Regions from separate parts of the Mus musculus genome. Here region 2 is linked to region 1. The links are chromatin contacts, called in public Hi-C maps. All regions are on one chromosome and are shown on one strand. Each heading gives the region's core, a stretch centred on a gene start, on an enhancer-like site or on the middle of the called end of the contact. The rest is flanking DNA. Distances are from core to core; before and after follow the strand shown.

What was found. A called contact is a pair of places that touch in the nucleus more often than the background predicts.
Region 2: a contact with region 1 is called in a Hi-C map of embryonic stem cells, with 2.3 times the contacts expected there. The contact joins two enhancer-like sites. A contact is called at or near these places in 1 of 39 promoter capture datasets (the C10 cell line), 2 of 15 datasets of contacts at CTCF or cohesin (embryonic stem cells and pro-B cells), 49 of 484 Hi-C or Micro-C datasets (B cells, B-cell progenitors, the C2C12 cell line and 30 more), 10 of 115 datasets of contacts at active chromatin or transcription factors (the HPC-7 cell line, embryonic basal ganglia, embryonic limb bud and 6 more) and 2 of 9 other capture datasets (embryonic stem cells and macrophages).

What each region holds. Positions count from the first base shown.
Region 1 is chr9:72,784,724-72,792,465 of GRCm38.p6, reverse strand. No RefSeq gene overlaps it. Among named protein-coding and RNA genes, the nearest start is that of Gm27204, 9.2 kb to the right of the region's middle. Within about 2 kb of position 4,520, at least 6 of the 459 cell types and tissues checked have an H3K27ac peak or open chromatin away from gene starts, as enhancers often do. A contact at or near this core is called in embryonic stem cells, where this site is marked.
Region 2 is chr9:72,868,641-72,876,382 of GRCm38.p6, reverse strand. All of the region lies in intron 11 of Prtg (protogenin), which reads right to left. Among named protein-coding and RNA genes, the nearest start is that of Pygo1, 53 kb to the left of the region's middle. Within about 2 kb of position 4,647, at least 68 of the 459 cell types and tissues checked have an H3K27ac peak or open chromatin away from gene starts, as enhancers often do. A contact at or near this core is called in embryonic stem cells, where this site is marked.

The DNA.
Region 1 (7,742 bases), core at 3,271-5,770:
TGGTGGTACTAGGGATTGAACCAGGGGCCTCACTCATGCTAGGCAAACACTGTGCTACACTCCCAGCCCTCTAGGATTCACGTAGACTTTATAAACTCTGCATGAGTGAAAATATCGAAGCACCTTGTGCTTGTAACAATGGTTTCAAAATAGATAACTTGAATTTCTTAATTGAGACTGAAGAGACTTTTGGGTAATTCATGAATTGAAAGCAAAGAAACTGCCAGTTTCCGTCCCAAAGGTGACCCCTTTAAAGACGTTATTTGTTAGTTATGAGTGACAGAGGTTACGGAGCCAGCCGGGACCATTTCTAAAGTGTTAAGCTGACCTTAGGTAACGAGGTCGTGAGGTCGGTGGGGGTCAGGATTGGTGCAGGAGAGCCCTCTGCTTTTTGTGGAGAGCTTTTTAAAAGGCTTTAGCTTTCTGTCCCTCCCTCTCTTCTTGATGGTCTCATCCTGCCTGGCTGTTTTTAAAAAACCACCATGATTTGAAATCTGACTCACAGGCTGACCTCCCTAGTCGAAGGGCACATGGACAGCCAGATGCTGTGGTCAGAACCTCTTCCCCATTTGGCAGCATGGCAGGAGCCAGAAGCCTGGCGAGAAGGAATCTCTTACATGCCCCACCCCCCAAGTCTGTCTAATGCAGACACGGTTTTCAGGTCTCTCTTTCCGCTTCCGCTTATCTATGTCTCTGGTGACCTCGGATAAGTCATTTACACTTCCTGGGGACTCCTTTTTTTTTTTTTTTTTCTCCCTCATTGACAAAATAAGAAATTTGGACTGCAGGGTGCTTTCTTGATTTTTATCTCATTCATTTGGGTTGATAAAATGCCTGAACCATTTTGTCTTTGTTGTTCCTAATTAGTAAAATTAGAAACAGATCACATTTTGTTTTTATGCTATGTGCGTCTCTTCAGGGATGAAGTTGCTGCATTACCTTTGCTCTGTGTGTGACCAACGGCACGGCACGGCATGGCAAGGCACGGCACAGCAAGGCACGGCACAGCACGGCATGGCACAAGGGGCAGTAGACTCCTGGAGCCCCTACTTAAAGGGCAAGTTCCTGAGGACTCCGGAATTCAGTGTGAGTGGGGCCAGAGAGATGACTTAGTGGATAAAGGCAGTTGCTGCCAAACCGGATGACTTGAGTTTGATCCCTGGGACCTACATGGTGGGAGGAAAGAACTGACTCCCACAAGCAGTCCTTTGACTTCCAGATGTGCACCATGGCTATGCTCGTGAACACACATATGACACACATGCACAAAACGGTACAATAAAATGCAATTTTAAAAAGTTTGTTTGTTTGTGTTTTAAAAAGCGTTTAGTATTAAGTGTCTAAGCTCTGCTACACCATGTGCGCTTAGTGTGTAGTTCTATCTGTTCTCTCTGGCATGCGTGACGTGGTACTCGGACGAACCTGATACCTCACTACCACACTGTGCACTATGTTTTGTTTTATTTTGTTTTATAGAGACAAACTATGCTATATGTTCTCTTCTGCGCACTGAAAGCACTTCTGACAGACAGCCTTTGAGCAGAGCTCCAGCTCCCTGCCCACAGATACCTAAACTGACTCGGTGACATTCCTTCCTCATTAATCTCCCTCCATCAATTGGGAAAAGAAGTCAGCAGGATGAAACTTCGAAACTTTTCTAGTTTTTTCTACCTCTTTCTCTCCCCCTTTGGAAAGCCTGCTGGAATTTCGACTGGGATGTTTTCCAGGCTCCTGGCTGTAGAGACCTCAGCTCGCTAAAACCACAGTTGTTTGTGTGCTGCCGCCCCACAGGAGGCTACAATGATGAAAACCCAGAATGGCCTGTCTTCCATTCCCTCACCCCTGAGGAATCCGGAGACCAGCAGAAGGATGTGCCAGGGGCACATCTAGCTCCCCACCCTCTGCCTCCATTTTAGGAGAAGATGAAGACCCTGTTAATGCTCCTGGCACCACACACATCTCTCTGGATGTGCTGAATAGACAAGAACCAAGGACCCTGAGTAGGAATTTTAGAATTGTTTAAATCTGATTCAACAAGCAATCCATGAATAAAACTCTCATTTATTCTTACCCACAGAAAAATCGTAGCTTCTAATTTCTATTTACAGAGAAAACTATTGAGAGCTAGAAAGGTTGTTACCTGTATAGAATTACTTTCTTACCTTACTTTCTTACAACTGTTATTTAATTGTTAAATTTGATCCCTAGAGTCTTCTGAAGTTTCCCTTTGAAAAACTTCTGCCTAAACAGGGATGTGGCTAAAGTACAAATGTACAAATAGAGGAAGCATAGGACTTGGGGCAGGAAAAAGGATACAGTGTAGCAGCAGAGGCTGAAGTAAGAGGAGTCCCTAAAATTCAAAGCTGGGCTAGGTACCTGGCTGAGTTGGTCAAGTTTTTTCCTTGCAAACACAAGAACTTGAGCTTCATCCTCAGAAACCATCTACATGGGAGCCATATGTTATGTTGTGTTGTGTTGTGTTGAGTTGTGTGTTTATATTCCAGGGCTGTCAGAAAATAGATCCATTCAGTTTAGCATAGTTAGTGAGATGCAGGCCAATGAGAGACCTTGTCTCAAAGAAAGAAAGAAAGAAAGAAAGAAAGAAAGAAAGAAAGAAAGAAAGAAAGAAAGAAAAAAAGAAAGGAAGGAAGGAAGGAAGGAAGGAAGGAAGGAAGGAAGAAAGAAAGAAAGAAAGAAAGAAAGAAAGAAAGAAAGAAAGAAAGAAAGAAAGAAAGAAAGAAAGAAAAGAAGAAAAGAAAGAGATGGCAGAGGGAGGGAGGAAGAGAGAGAGAGAGAGAGAGAGAGAGAGAGAAGGAAGACCACATTTATAGAACATCTAATCTCTACCTATCTCTTCCTCAGTGTTGGGTGTTGGTCAGGAAATCCCCTTCCCCTCTCCAATACAAGCTGTTCATTGCATGCTACAGCTGGGTGTAAAGTCCCTGTTGCTGACAGCATTGTATACTTTGGTTGTAGGACAGGGAGAATTAGGCGGGAACTGAGTTAGAAGCCCCACTACCCACTGACTGCCATTCATAGTGCTAGAGGGCAGGGCACAGCTGCTGGAGGACTGTTACCACTGGTCCTACAAAGCTATGAGCCCACATGTCAACAGTAGCAGCATGCCAGGCCAGGTACGCACACTGATGTAATGGCGGCCCAGCTCTTATGCATACAGTGAACTATTTTTCAGGACTTGATGCCTGCTCCACTGGAGAGAACCTGAGGTTGGTAAGTATGTAAGTAGGAACAAAAATCCGGGGTCATAGGTCGTGGTGGGGGAACTACTAGTGTTTTGTTGAATGGATTCTACGTGCTTGTAAAGTCACAATATATTACTGCTGCTGTCAGCCTTGGTCAGTGAAGCTTCTTTTTGCAGTGGATGGTGGTTGCTATGGAAACTCATAACCGGTCACTCTTCTGGGAATAAATGCTTGTTGCTGTGGCACAGTGACATTTATGTCACCTTCTCTGAGCTTAGAGAATAAATACAGGGGCAGGAAGAATGGAAAAGCCACAAGAAGGAATAGCATGTTGTGTGGCTTTCCCTCTGAGTAGGACAGGATTTTTATCCCTTCACGTTGTTATTGCTGTTTGTTTGTTTTTTAAAGTGGTAAACTTCATGTGATGTGATTATATTACAATATTTAAGAGCTTTATTTATGTATTTATTTATTATATACAAGTACACTGCAGCTGTCTTCAGACACACCAGAAGAGGGCATCAGATCCCATTACAGATGGTTGTGAGCCACCATGTGGTTGCTGGGAATCGAATTCAGGACCTCTGGAAGAGCAGTCAGTGACCTTAACCGCTGAGCCATCTCTCCAGGCCAAAAGATTTATTTTTAAGTATGTGTCGGAGTTGGGAGGTGCCCATGTTGTAAGCACTCGTGGATGCTGGAAGAGTGTGTAAGATCCCTTAGAGCTGGACTAACAGTTGATTGAGAGCCACCTTTACGTGGGTACTGGGAACCGAACCCAGAGCTTCTGAAACAACAGCAGGCTCTCTAAACCCTGAACTCCCTCTAGTCCTGATCATGGACCTCTTAAACTGAGTACCTGGTCTCATCAGCATGAGAGCATGGCTCTCATGAAATGGGGTTTACTGACAATTCCCTCTTGGAGAGGTAGGAAACACGTGAGCCCTCACCCTTCCCCAAGGACATGTGAGGTGGGATGAGAATTTAGGTGTTATAGTTGCTGGTAGATTACCCGATGCCTTTCTTGCATTCATGTATAACCCCAAATTAACTAATTGGTTACCAAGCAAGGCTTGAGTGGAAACCTTTGTTTGCTCTGCCATTGACCCCTCTAGCTGGTGTGGATAGAAATGGACCCTCGGGGAAAGTCACATTCAAGCAGTTTGCCTTATAGGCTTGTCCTCTGATGACTCTAAATAGAGTTACTGACTTTTAGTTTGTAGACATTTTTTTCTTATGGGAATGGATGTGAAGGCCTCCAAAGCAAGAAGCAGAAGTCTCTAGACAGCCTATTGGAATAAGAAAGAAGCAGATGGCCCAGAGGAAGGAAGTAAAGAAGCAGGCAGTTGTAGGTCTTGTATAGTGGGAGTTTCTCCTGTCTGTAAAGCTCTGCCCATGAAGGGATTTAGAAACAAGCTCCCTACCTGTGCCCTCCATATCTTACCTTCTAGGGAGGGGCCTGAAGAGGAATTTCTCACCCCTGTATCCATTAGCTATAGCCAAGGTCCTAAGTTTACATAGTAAGGATGTAACTTTTCAAGTCTACCCCTGGGAGCTGGGAAGGGGTCTTTTTTTTTTTTTTAAAAGATTTATTTATTTATTATATGTAAGTACACCATAGCTGTCTTCAGACACTCCAGAAGAGGGCGTCAGATCTTGTTACAGATGGTTGTGAGCCACCATGTGGTTGCTGGGATTTGAACTTCGGACCTTTGGAAGAGCAGTCGGGTGTTCTTACCCACTGAGCCATCTCATCAGCCCAGGGGTCTTTTTAAGATGAATAGGAGCACAGGAAATATCCACCCCACTGTTAGATGTCCTTGCTTGGAGTCTCTTGTGAGAAGGGAGGGAAAAAGACAGCTGATGGATAAAAAGTACCATTACTGTCCAATTGCAAGAAGATGGAGACTGAAAAAATAAACTGGCTTTAATTTATTAATTAGCTAATTAATTAATTAATTAATTAATTAACTTTTTGAGACAAGGTGTACCATGTCCGTGGCTATAGCAGGGGATGGCTTTGAACTCCTTCCCAGTGCGCCATTACAGTTATGTATCACCAGACATGGTTCATGTGATGCTAGGAGATTGAACCTAAGGCTTCAGGAATACTACCAAGTATTTTCATTTATTTTTGTGAACTGAAGACCAGGCTCAACACCTTACAATCTACTAGGCCAGGGCTCTACCTCTGAGCAATGCCAGTGGCTTCAAATGTGTTCGGTTACCAAAGACTGAAGGGAAAGCTGCTGGAGGAGGCAGAAAGACAAGGTTACAGAGCAAGGGGCTGGAGAGATGATGGCTCAGTAGTTAAGAGAGGTCCCCCAGAGGACCAGAGTTCAGGTTCCAAGCACCCATGTTACATAGCCTCAGCTTCAGGGGTTCTGGTGCCCTTTTCTGTATTCCATGGGCACCACACTAACATGTTCACATGCACACAATTAAAAATAAAATAGTTCTCCACCCTTCCCATGCAGGAGAGGGGAAGGAAAGACTGTAGGAGTCAGAGGGGGTGAAGGACACCAGGAGAACATGGCCACTGAATCAATTAAGGAGGGCTCATATGGGCTCTTGAGTCAGGAAAACGAGGCCTACAAGGGCCTGTACCAGGTCCTCTGAGCACATTAGCTTAGAGTTGTTGTGGGAGGGACCCCCTAATAGTAAGAACAGCTGTCTCTGACTCTTTCATCTGCTCCCGGGACTCTTCCTGTTGCATTGGTTTTTTTTGCTTTGTCTTACCTTATCTCGTTTTGTCCTGTTTGGTTGGTGTCTCTGAGAGGCTTGCTCTTTTCTGAAGGGAAATGGAGCAGGAGTGGATCTGGGGGAGAAGGGTGGTTGTGAGGAGCTGGGAGGAGTGGAGGGAGGGTCAGGATATACTTGAGAGGAGCATCTATCTTCAGTTTTAAAAAAAGTATACAGAATGGGGGAGCTGGGTAGAGAGATGGCTCAATGGTTAGGAGCACTCCCTGATCTGGCAGAGGGTCTAGGATCTCCTAGTACCTGTATGGTTGTCCACAACTATCCTTAACTCCAGTTCCAGGGAATCTGATGCCCTCTTTTGAATTTCACAGACACCATACATGCGTGTGGCATACACATACATACATGCAAATAAACTATTCATACCCCTAAATTAAAAATAAATAAAGCTTTAAAAAAAAAAGCATACGGAACAAAAGAATTAATCTTAAATCCTCTGCTAATTTGGGTTACTTGGTGAAGATACCAATGGAGAGAGAAAATTGGGTGACTGATGGAAAGAATTCAGAGGTGGCTTTCTGAATACAGGGATGAAAACCAGAGGGTGTGCCTAAGGCTGGGTCTGTAGGGGGACGGGTGGGAGGAAAGGAGGAGAGGCAGGGTCCACGGGGGTTGAGGGCACTGTTTTGGCAACTGAGGTACCTTCTGCTCAGAGCCTGTGAGACTGCAGCTCACAGGCTCTGGATGGCTAAAGAAGGGATGAAAGACCAGAGGCAGAATTTGGAGTGCCGTTTCTTTATTTGTCTTGTAGTGAGTGCTGCTATAGCAAAGAGTTATGAACTGAGCAGTTTGGACAACAGGAATCTACTGTCTCCACCCTAGAAACTGAGATTAAAGTCACCTGGTGTCTTAGTTTGATGTTCCAGTGTTTTTATTGCTCTGTTAAAACACCATGTCCATGGGTGTAGGTCATTTTACTTCACTGAGGGAAATCAAGGCAGGAACTGATGCAGAGGCCATGAAAGGGTGCTGCTTGCTGGCTTGCTCCTGAGAAAGCCACACTCCTCACACTGCTTTTTCTTTCCTTTTCCTTTCTCCCTCTTTCTTTCTTTCTCTCAAGATTTTAAAATTTACTTTATGCATATGAGATGAGTGCTCCGTTTTCATCCACACTAGAAAAGGGAATCAGAAGCCGGATGGTGGTGGTGCATGCCTTTCTTTAATCCCAGCACTTGGGAGGCAGAGGCAGGCGGATTTCTGAGTTCGAGGCCAGCCTGGTCTACAGAGTGAGTTCCAGGACAGTCAGGGCTACACAGAGAAGCCCTGTCTCGAAAAACCAAAAAAAGAAAAAGAAAAAAGAAAAGAAAAGAAAAGAAAAGAAAAGAAAAGAAAAGAAAAGAAAAGAAAAGAAAAGGGAATCAGATTCCATATGGATGGTTGTGAGCCACCATGTGGTTGCTGGGAATTGAACTCAGGACCTCTGGAAGAGCAACCAATGCTCTTAACCGCTGAACCATCTCTCCAGCCCCAACACTGCTTTCTTAAACCACCCAGGACCCCTAGGCCCGGGATAGCACCATCCACAGTGGGCTGGACCCATCTCATCAATCATTAATCAAGAAAATGACCCAAAAGCTTGTCCCCAGGCCAGTGTCATGGGAGCATTTTCTCAGGTGAGGCTCCTTTTCCCAGGTGGCTCTAGTCTGTGTCAAGTTGTACAGCTAGCACACCTGGGTTGTGACGTACCTCGAGTGACTCCTTCTTATCCTAGCTTTAGCTATCTAATGCTTCATCCAACCACTCCCCAGCCACTGCTACCCATATCCTGCTGAACAGAGG
Region 2 (7,742 bases), core at 3,398-5,897, 84 kb before region 1:
AGGCTGCCCTCGAACTCAGAAATCCGCCTGTCTCTGCCTCCCAAGTGCTGGGATTAAAGGCGTGCGCCACCACTTCCCAGCTCTAAGCACTGTTTTTAACTCCACTTACTATTCACTCTATTTAGGTTTTTAAAAATTGTACTTTATAATCTGCTTTTTTTTATTCACTAAATACTGTGAACTATGCAGACCATTAAATGTTTTAATTGTATTATATTTTTAACAATTTAAAAACATTTTTATGTGATGGGTGATTTGCCTACATGAATGTTTTGCGCTGCATGCATGCAGTACCCATGGATGACAGAAGAGGGACCTGGATTTACAGGCAGCTGTGAGTTGCCCTCTGCTGGGAACTGAACCCACGTCCTTCTGGAAGAACAGGCAGTGCTCTTCACTGTCAGCTCTCTCTCCACCCCCCCCCATTAAATATTTTTCTAAAACCTTCTTCTCAGTGTCCACACTCACTCAAATTGTCTGATAGACTGTAGCTTACATTTTAATTTCACTGTATCATGTCTATTTATTTGCATGTGTGTATATGCGCCATGATGAGAGGACAACCTAAGACTTGGTTTTCTTCTACCAGTGGATCCCTTTACCCACTGAGCCATGTCACCAGCCTGACCACAGCTTATTTGGGGGATTATAACAGCACAGTGGATATTCTTGCACAGGATTCCACTTCCAATGCTGGTGGCTACTAAAGCAAGGTCTGGGTAAAAGTATGCATATAATAAGCCCCTTCTAGTTTTTGTGCTACCCAAATGGTCCCTAAAAAGCCATTCATTCATTTTCTGCCCCCACCTTTACCATGAATATCGAAAGCTTACCAATTCCTGGTCCTCATCTCACTGATTTGTATGTTATGTTATTGTACACCATTGTATATTTTATTGTATCATTTCACTCTGTCTTATATGAAAGAAGAATGAGGGGGTGGGGAGATGGCTTAGTCAGTAAGAGCCTGCCATGTCAGCACAGGATCTGAGCTAGATACTCAGCTCTCGGATGAAAGGCAGGCAAAGTGGCAATCCCAGTGCAGGGAACCAGCATGCGGCAGGGGCAGAGAAAGGAGACTCCCTGAAGCTTGCTGGCTACCCAGCCTTGTCTAACCAAGGCGCCCCAAGATTGGGGGATGGGGGAGGGCCCTGTCTTAAAAAAGAAAGTGGAGACACCTTATGTCATATGAAAGGTACCTATGTCAACCTTTGGCCTTTACATTCATGTGCAAGCACACACATGTGCACACACACACACACACACACACACACATGTTCACACACACACTTACATAGGGTGGGGGCAGAGTGATTATATAAATGTAGAATGACGATGGTTAGACATATTTACACGTCTTCCCCAAGAAGAGTTATGACCTACAATAACCGGGTGAAGTGTGCTTCCTGTATTTTGCATAGCTTCAAATGTGATTGCCATCCTAGCATGCTTTGAAAGCAAGCTGCCACTGCCAAGGATAGTCCCTACCTGCAGTATCTATGCAGAACTCACAGGGCTCTGCACCAGACTACTAATGAAAGAGGCCTCACCCAAGCGCCTGGTGCAGACACTAAACTTCTCAAAATGTAACTGAAAAAAAAAACAAAAACAAAAACAAAACGTATTTTAGCAAGTTATCCTAGAAAGACAGTGCAGAGCTCTTCTAAAAATTACAGATGCTCATGAAAGTGAACTGACAAGCTGAGCTGCTCAAACCCACGTGAGGTGGCTTTAAGCAGCTCTGGTAATCCCAGCACTTGGAGGCTGAGACAGGAGGATGAGAAGGTGGACTTCAGCGTGGGCCACACAGTGAGACCCCCATCTCAAACCTGCCTTCTCCCTGCCATGAAGTGTCAGGTTATTTAGACAGAAGCACACACCAGGCTCAGCCTAGGTCCATGATTGATGGGACATGGCTTGTACCTCCCCTATTTAGTTCCTCCACTGTTCCAACAGGGGCCTCCACCTAGTTCGTTACTGCAGATTCTTCAGGTCAACTCAGTGTTACCTTCTCGGGGAAGTACACCATGACCCCGCCCTCAGACTGTGTACTGCTCATTATTACATAAGTCTTTGTCTCCTTACACCCTTCCAACATAATACTCACTACAGTTTATAATTACAGCTTGTGGGGCAAGGTGACAAATGTCCTTGTCTTTCTCAAGACTCTAAAGCTTCACAACGGAAGTCACTTGAAAATACTAGAGTCAGAATTTTAGAACAGGCTGGTTGGTGGTAGCTCACACCTTTAATCCCTGCAGAGACCAGCGAATCTCTGTGATTTAGGTCAGTTTGTCCTACAGAGTGAGTTTAAGGACAGCCAGGGCTACAAAGAGAAACCCTGTCTTGAAAAAAAAGGAAATTTAAAACAGTAATCAGTCTCCAATTAAAATATTTTTTCTTTCCATTAATAATCTTATTTGCGTAAGTGTCTTGTGTATGGAGGTATGCATCATGCTCATAGAAGCTATCTTGGGAGTTGGTCCTCAGGTTCACAGATAGACTATACTAGATGGACCTTAAGTGGCAGAGAGCCTCATGGCCTTCCCAGCACTGGGATTACAAGGGTTCACAACCATGTGCAGCCTTTTCACATGGGTTCTGAAGATAGAACTCAGGTCTTCGTGTTTATAACACAGTCAGCATTTTACAAATCAGTTGTCTTCCCAGTTTCAATAATTTTATTTTTAATTTTTCCCCCTGTACTACTGAGGAGAGAGCCAGACCCCTGTTCTAAGTGTCTTACCACTTGGTTGCACCCCAGACTCAGTAATATCTTTACTATCATGTGTGCTTACAAATAGGCCTTCGCTTACTTACTTTTTTAAAAAATGATTTATTTACTACATATAGAGTGGTCTGCCTACACAGAAGAGGGCACCAGATCTCATGATAGGTGGATGTGAGCCACCATGTGGTTGCTGGGAATTGAACTCAGGACCTCTAAAAGAGCAGTCAGTGCTCTTAACCTCTGAGCCACCTCTCCAGCCCCCTTCACTTACTTATATGGGTGGTGCACATTTTATTATTTCGTTAAAAAAATACAAAACTATCTTTAAAGCCTAAGACAAAAACATTCTCCCAACAAGGGCCTCAGCTACAGCATTCCCCTCGCTTACAGAAAGGATAATTAGAACAAAGCTTAAAATTCATTTGCATCCAGTTGTTAAAGAGCAAAGTTCAAAATAAAACCAAAATAAAGTCTACAAGCGTAATTACTCCAGTACAGCAATTATTTTTCTTCTATCCACCCAAAAGCTTTTTTCATCTGTTAATGGTGGCATTTAAAACAAACAAAACAAAAAAAAACTTCTCTAACTTAGCTCTTTGAGGACCTCAGGCGTCTAAGAATTTCTGACATTCCCCAGAACCTTCCAGAGTGGTCTGAGCATCAACACTGGGACAGCATTGATTTAATTTCCTAAAAGGCCTCTTCCTTCTGTAGGAGACGGCAGGCACTTACCATGATTACAGACTTAGGAAATGGGAGACTGCCAAGTTTATCAAAGACCCCTCGTTCCTAAGGATAATGGCTGGAGACTGCAGCCCAAGCAGCAGTGAGGAACCTTCAGTACCAACAGCCGCCAAGAGGCACACAGGACAGCAGGAATAAAACTGTAAATTCCATTTAATGCCCTTCAAAACACAAGCACTGTAGACAATAGTGGGGTAACCGAAAAGAGAGGTGAAGAGGTTAAAGAGGCTGGGAAGCAATCAGTTCAATAATTATTAAACAGCTCTAAGATCATCAGATGGAGGACACGGCATCTTTTTTTCAAGTGTCTTGATTTGAACTACCCCATGGAACGAAGCTTAAAAATATTTCCTCCTAGAGATAAACAGGGGACATTGTGGGTTTTGTTTTTATGTGACTTCCAGTTTCCTTTATCTTTCAGTTATGCCCATTTTTGGAAAAAGATTTCCTGCTGTTTCTTTCTTAAACAAATAGGCAAAAAAAAAAAAAAAAAAAAAAAAAAAAAAAACCAAAGTGGGCTAAGGATATATTTGAGAGGCAGGATTCTGCCAAGCAGGGGTAGAGCCCTGGATTTGATCTGGAACCCACCCCCCACAAAAGCCGAGACAGAGAATGGAACCATCCAAATATTTCAATCAGAAAGTTAACTTGATATAGCTGTCAGGGTAAGGGGATGTGAACGGAGCCAGGCAGCAGAGGGCATAACCGTGCCCCACCCCCTACCCACCATGATATCAGACCCTAAAAGTTAACCAGCGTTAGAGATGATTTTGAAACACATCACAATTGGTATTCCGCTCCACACAGACCAGAGGAAAGCCAAACAAAGCATCAGAGCTACTTAAAAGAATGGGACTTCCTCACCAGGCTTCTGTTCTCCATGGGGGCCTGGCTTTATTCAGGATTCCTTTCAGACTAGCGTGTGAAGTGACTACTGTAAATCTCTGCCTGGCGCCAAAGGTCAAAGGGTTATCTGCAGTTACCTGTGCTGTGGCTGTGGGCTTTTAGGGCACACTGGCTTCTTCGGTCTTTCTTTTCTTTCTTTCTTTTTTTCCTAAGCACGATGGAAAGCTTGTGAATCGCATCAAGATAATTTAGGTCCTAAGAAAACAAAGCTTCCAGCCTGTGGATAACCTGCTTTCCCAAGAGAAGGGAACAAACGTCACCTTTTCAGTCGTCCACAAAGAGAGACCAGATGCGGCGGAGCCCCTCCCACCACACAGCTGCTAAAACAGTAAAACTTCAAACTCACAAAAGGGAAGCCATTTAGGCAAATGCAATTTTGTTCTAGGGAGGGAAGAAACCATTACTTTATTGTTTTTTGTTTTCTTTTTTCTTTTTTTTTTAAAGTAGCTAGGACACCAGGCTTCTGCTTACACACCACAGCTTGTTTGATTAACTAGACAGATGTTTTCTCAGGGAGCACAGTGGATACTCAGGAATTTCAAAGGGAGAGGCTATTCAAGACAGGACTTCAAAATTCAGCGGTAAAACCCAGAAAGTTCTATCCACAAAGGTCTCACTGGGTTTGACATTTTTTGGAAAAGTGAACTATTTTTAAAAGATAAATCCAACAACTTCATGAAATAGGGGAGCATACTATTTCTTTCTCTCCAAAATACGTTTTTTGTTTATTTGTTTGTTTGTTTTAGCATGAAATAAAGACATGCACACTACCTCACTACCATGAGCTCAGTCTTATATCCTACAAGGCACAGCAGAAACGTGATCCTTCTGGGGTGCTGTTGTAGTCTCACCTCCGCAGTCCCCCAAGAGTAAAGGGAGAGCAGCCAGGAGCCTGTTTGATTCTGGGCTCAAGAATGCTTTCTACCACTGAAGAACTCATAGCCATCTTCTGCGATTTGCTAGGAAATCTGATTTAGAACAATCCGTGCATCATTTCTGCCAGAATAGGGCTGAGTCCAACCTGTTGCTTCATTTTCCTTCCTCATCAATTGATTTATTTATTCTTTTAAAATCTTCATAAATGTAGATAATGTGTCTCGATCACCATCACTTTCACTCCCATTCCCGCTCCCTCTGGGACCACTGTCCTCCCACTGGCCCTCATGCCCGCCATATGTATACATGTATGTATGCGCGTATTGTTAACTCACTGAATCCAACTTATGCTGCCCATAGATGCATAGGATGGGTCGTCCACTGGGTGTAGGGAGTCTACAAGTAGATAATCTATCTACCACTGCCAAAGAAAAGTGCCTCTCATCCCCTAATAGCCACAAATGGCCACCCTGAATTTCCTATGTAGTTTCTAGTGGCGATGGATACAGATTCAATGCTTAGAGTTGCACCAAACTCCAGTATCATCCACACATTAAGAATTCTGGAAGTCTTAGTAGTTTTGGTTTTTTGTTGTTTTGTTTTGAAGGACTCCATTGAATGGTGTAACTCAGAAAGAGATAACATCTGAAGTTTCATCTTCACACAGGAAAGAAAACTTCAGGGAGATTTGTCTGCAGTGGCCCCTCCCCCAAGATTTACCTTTCTTTTTAAACAAGCCCACTGATTGGTGTCTTCTGTTTAATCCTTTGTTATTTCCTCTCAGGACAGCACTGCCAGAAATACTGGGCCCTGCCAGGCACTGTGTCACACAACTTCAGTCTCAAATCCCAGCACTCAGGAGGCAGAGGGAGGTAGCCTCTGAGTTTGAGGCTAGCCTGGCCTATAGAGTGAGCTCCAGGACACCCAGAGAAATGATGTAAGCCAGAAGTAACCCTTCCTTCCTTGAATGTTTTGTGTCAGATATTTGTCATAGCAATGAGAGAAATAACTAATATATGCACAGGGTACTAAACTGTTGTAGACACGCCACTGAGGTGTCATGATTAAAAGCAGAATCAGAGATTCCTTCTCCAAAACCCGACTGTTCTGAAAGCTCTCCTCAAAAAGCAGCAGCTCCCACTCAGAGCTAGCTCACAAGCAAGGTTCTTCTACTGTCCTCTGACCAATCACACTCAAAACCAGCGAGCAGCACTGAGAACTTGCTACTCATTGTGCTGAAGGCTCCACAGCTGAGAGGGTAAATGCTGGGATTCAAGCCCCGGCCGCCTAATCTCAAAACCCATAGGTCTTCTGTTTGCACTATCACCACCCAGCGAACGTACAACAATTCTGCCATGTCTATTAGTTTCCATGTTGCCTCTGGGCAGGCAAGATCAGCCCCTACCCAATCAGTGGTAATCACTACGCTGCTGGCTGTTTTCCTTCTGTACAGATGCGACTCTCCACTGTATTCCCTTGAGGTGGAGTCTCTCATGGAACCTGGAGCTCAGGGAGGCTGGCCAGTCAGAAGCCTGGCTCCTCCTGTCTTTGCCCCCCTCCTCACCCCCAGTTCTGGGTTACAGATGCACTCAGCCATGCCAGGCTTTAAAAATGAGTACTTCCAAAAATTTTTTTTGTATTACATCCATTCTAAAATTAGAAAATTTGCTTTTCTGGAATCTAAAGAGATGGTTCGGGGTTGAGAGTGTGTACTGATCCTTCAGGGACCTGGAGTTTGGTCCCCAGGGCTATGACCAGGTGGTCCACAACCACCTGCAACTCCAGGTCTAGGGGATACAATGCCCTCTCTGGCCTCTTCAGGCACCAGGAGTCACAATGTACAACCCCCGCCCCCAACACACACACACATAATTAAAAATAAAATAAATCCTTTACAAAAAATATTGTTTTTTCTAGTGACCTCTGTCTCTTAGGCAGTGTCTTCACAAAGAGTCAAGCAAAGACCCAGAGGGGCCAACCCTTCACTTTGTAAGGATAGTTCTGATTCCAGGGTCCCCTGCCAGTGGTTACTGAAGCTCACTATTGGAATTTTCTAAATTTAGTTCACTTTCTGATTTGCAAGACCAAGAATCTACTGTGACATAATCCTAGCAGAGCCAAAGGAAACAGAGCCTGCAATGCCCCTGCAGGCTGGACCTATTGAGTTCCACTAAACACTGTGCCTCTGTATTCCACATTGCTACAGAGGGCTTGAAAACAGGAATGGAGGGCCGAGAGCCATCACATGACTGAGTAGGCTGAAAAATATTCTTTTTTTTTTTTTGAACGAAGTACTAAAGGCTCTCAGGCTCACCTGAGGAGTTAAAAACCACACTGTTTAAGCTGTGAATTAATGAAACCCAGGGCTATTTGCTAATTTCCTTGCTCACTCCACAACACAAAATAGAATTAATCTGACACTGTCATAACTTCCTAATATGAGGTGCACCAAGTCTAGAGTAATTCATTTTTCTCAGGGGACGGA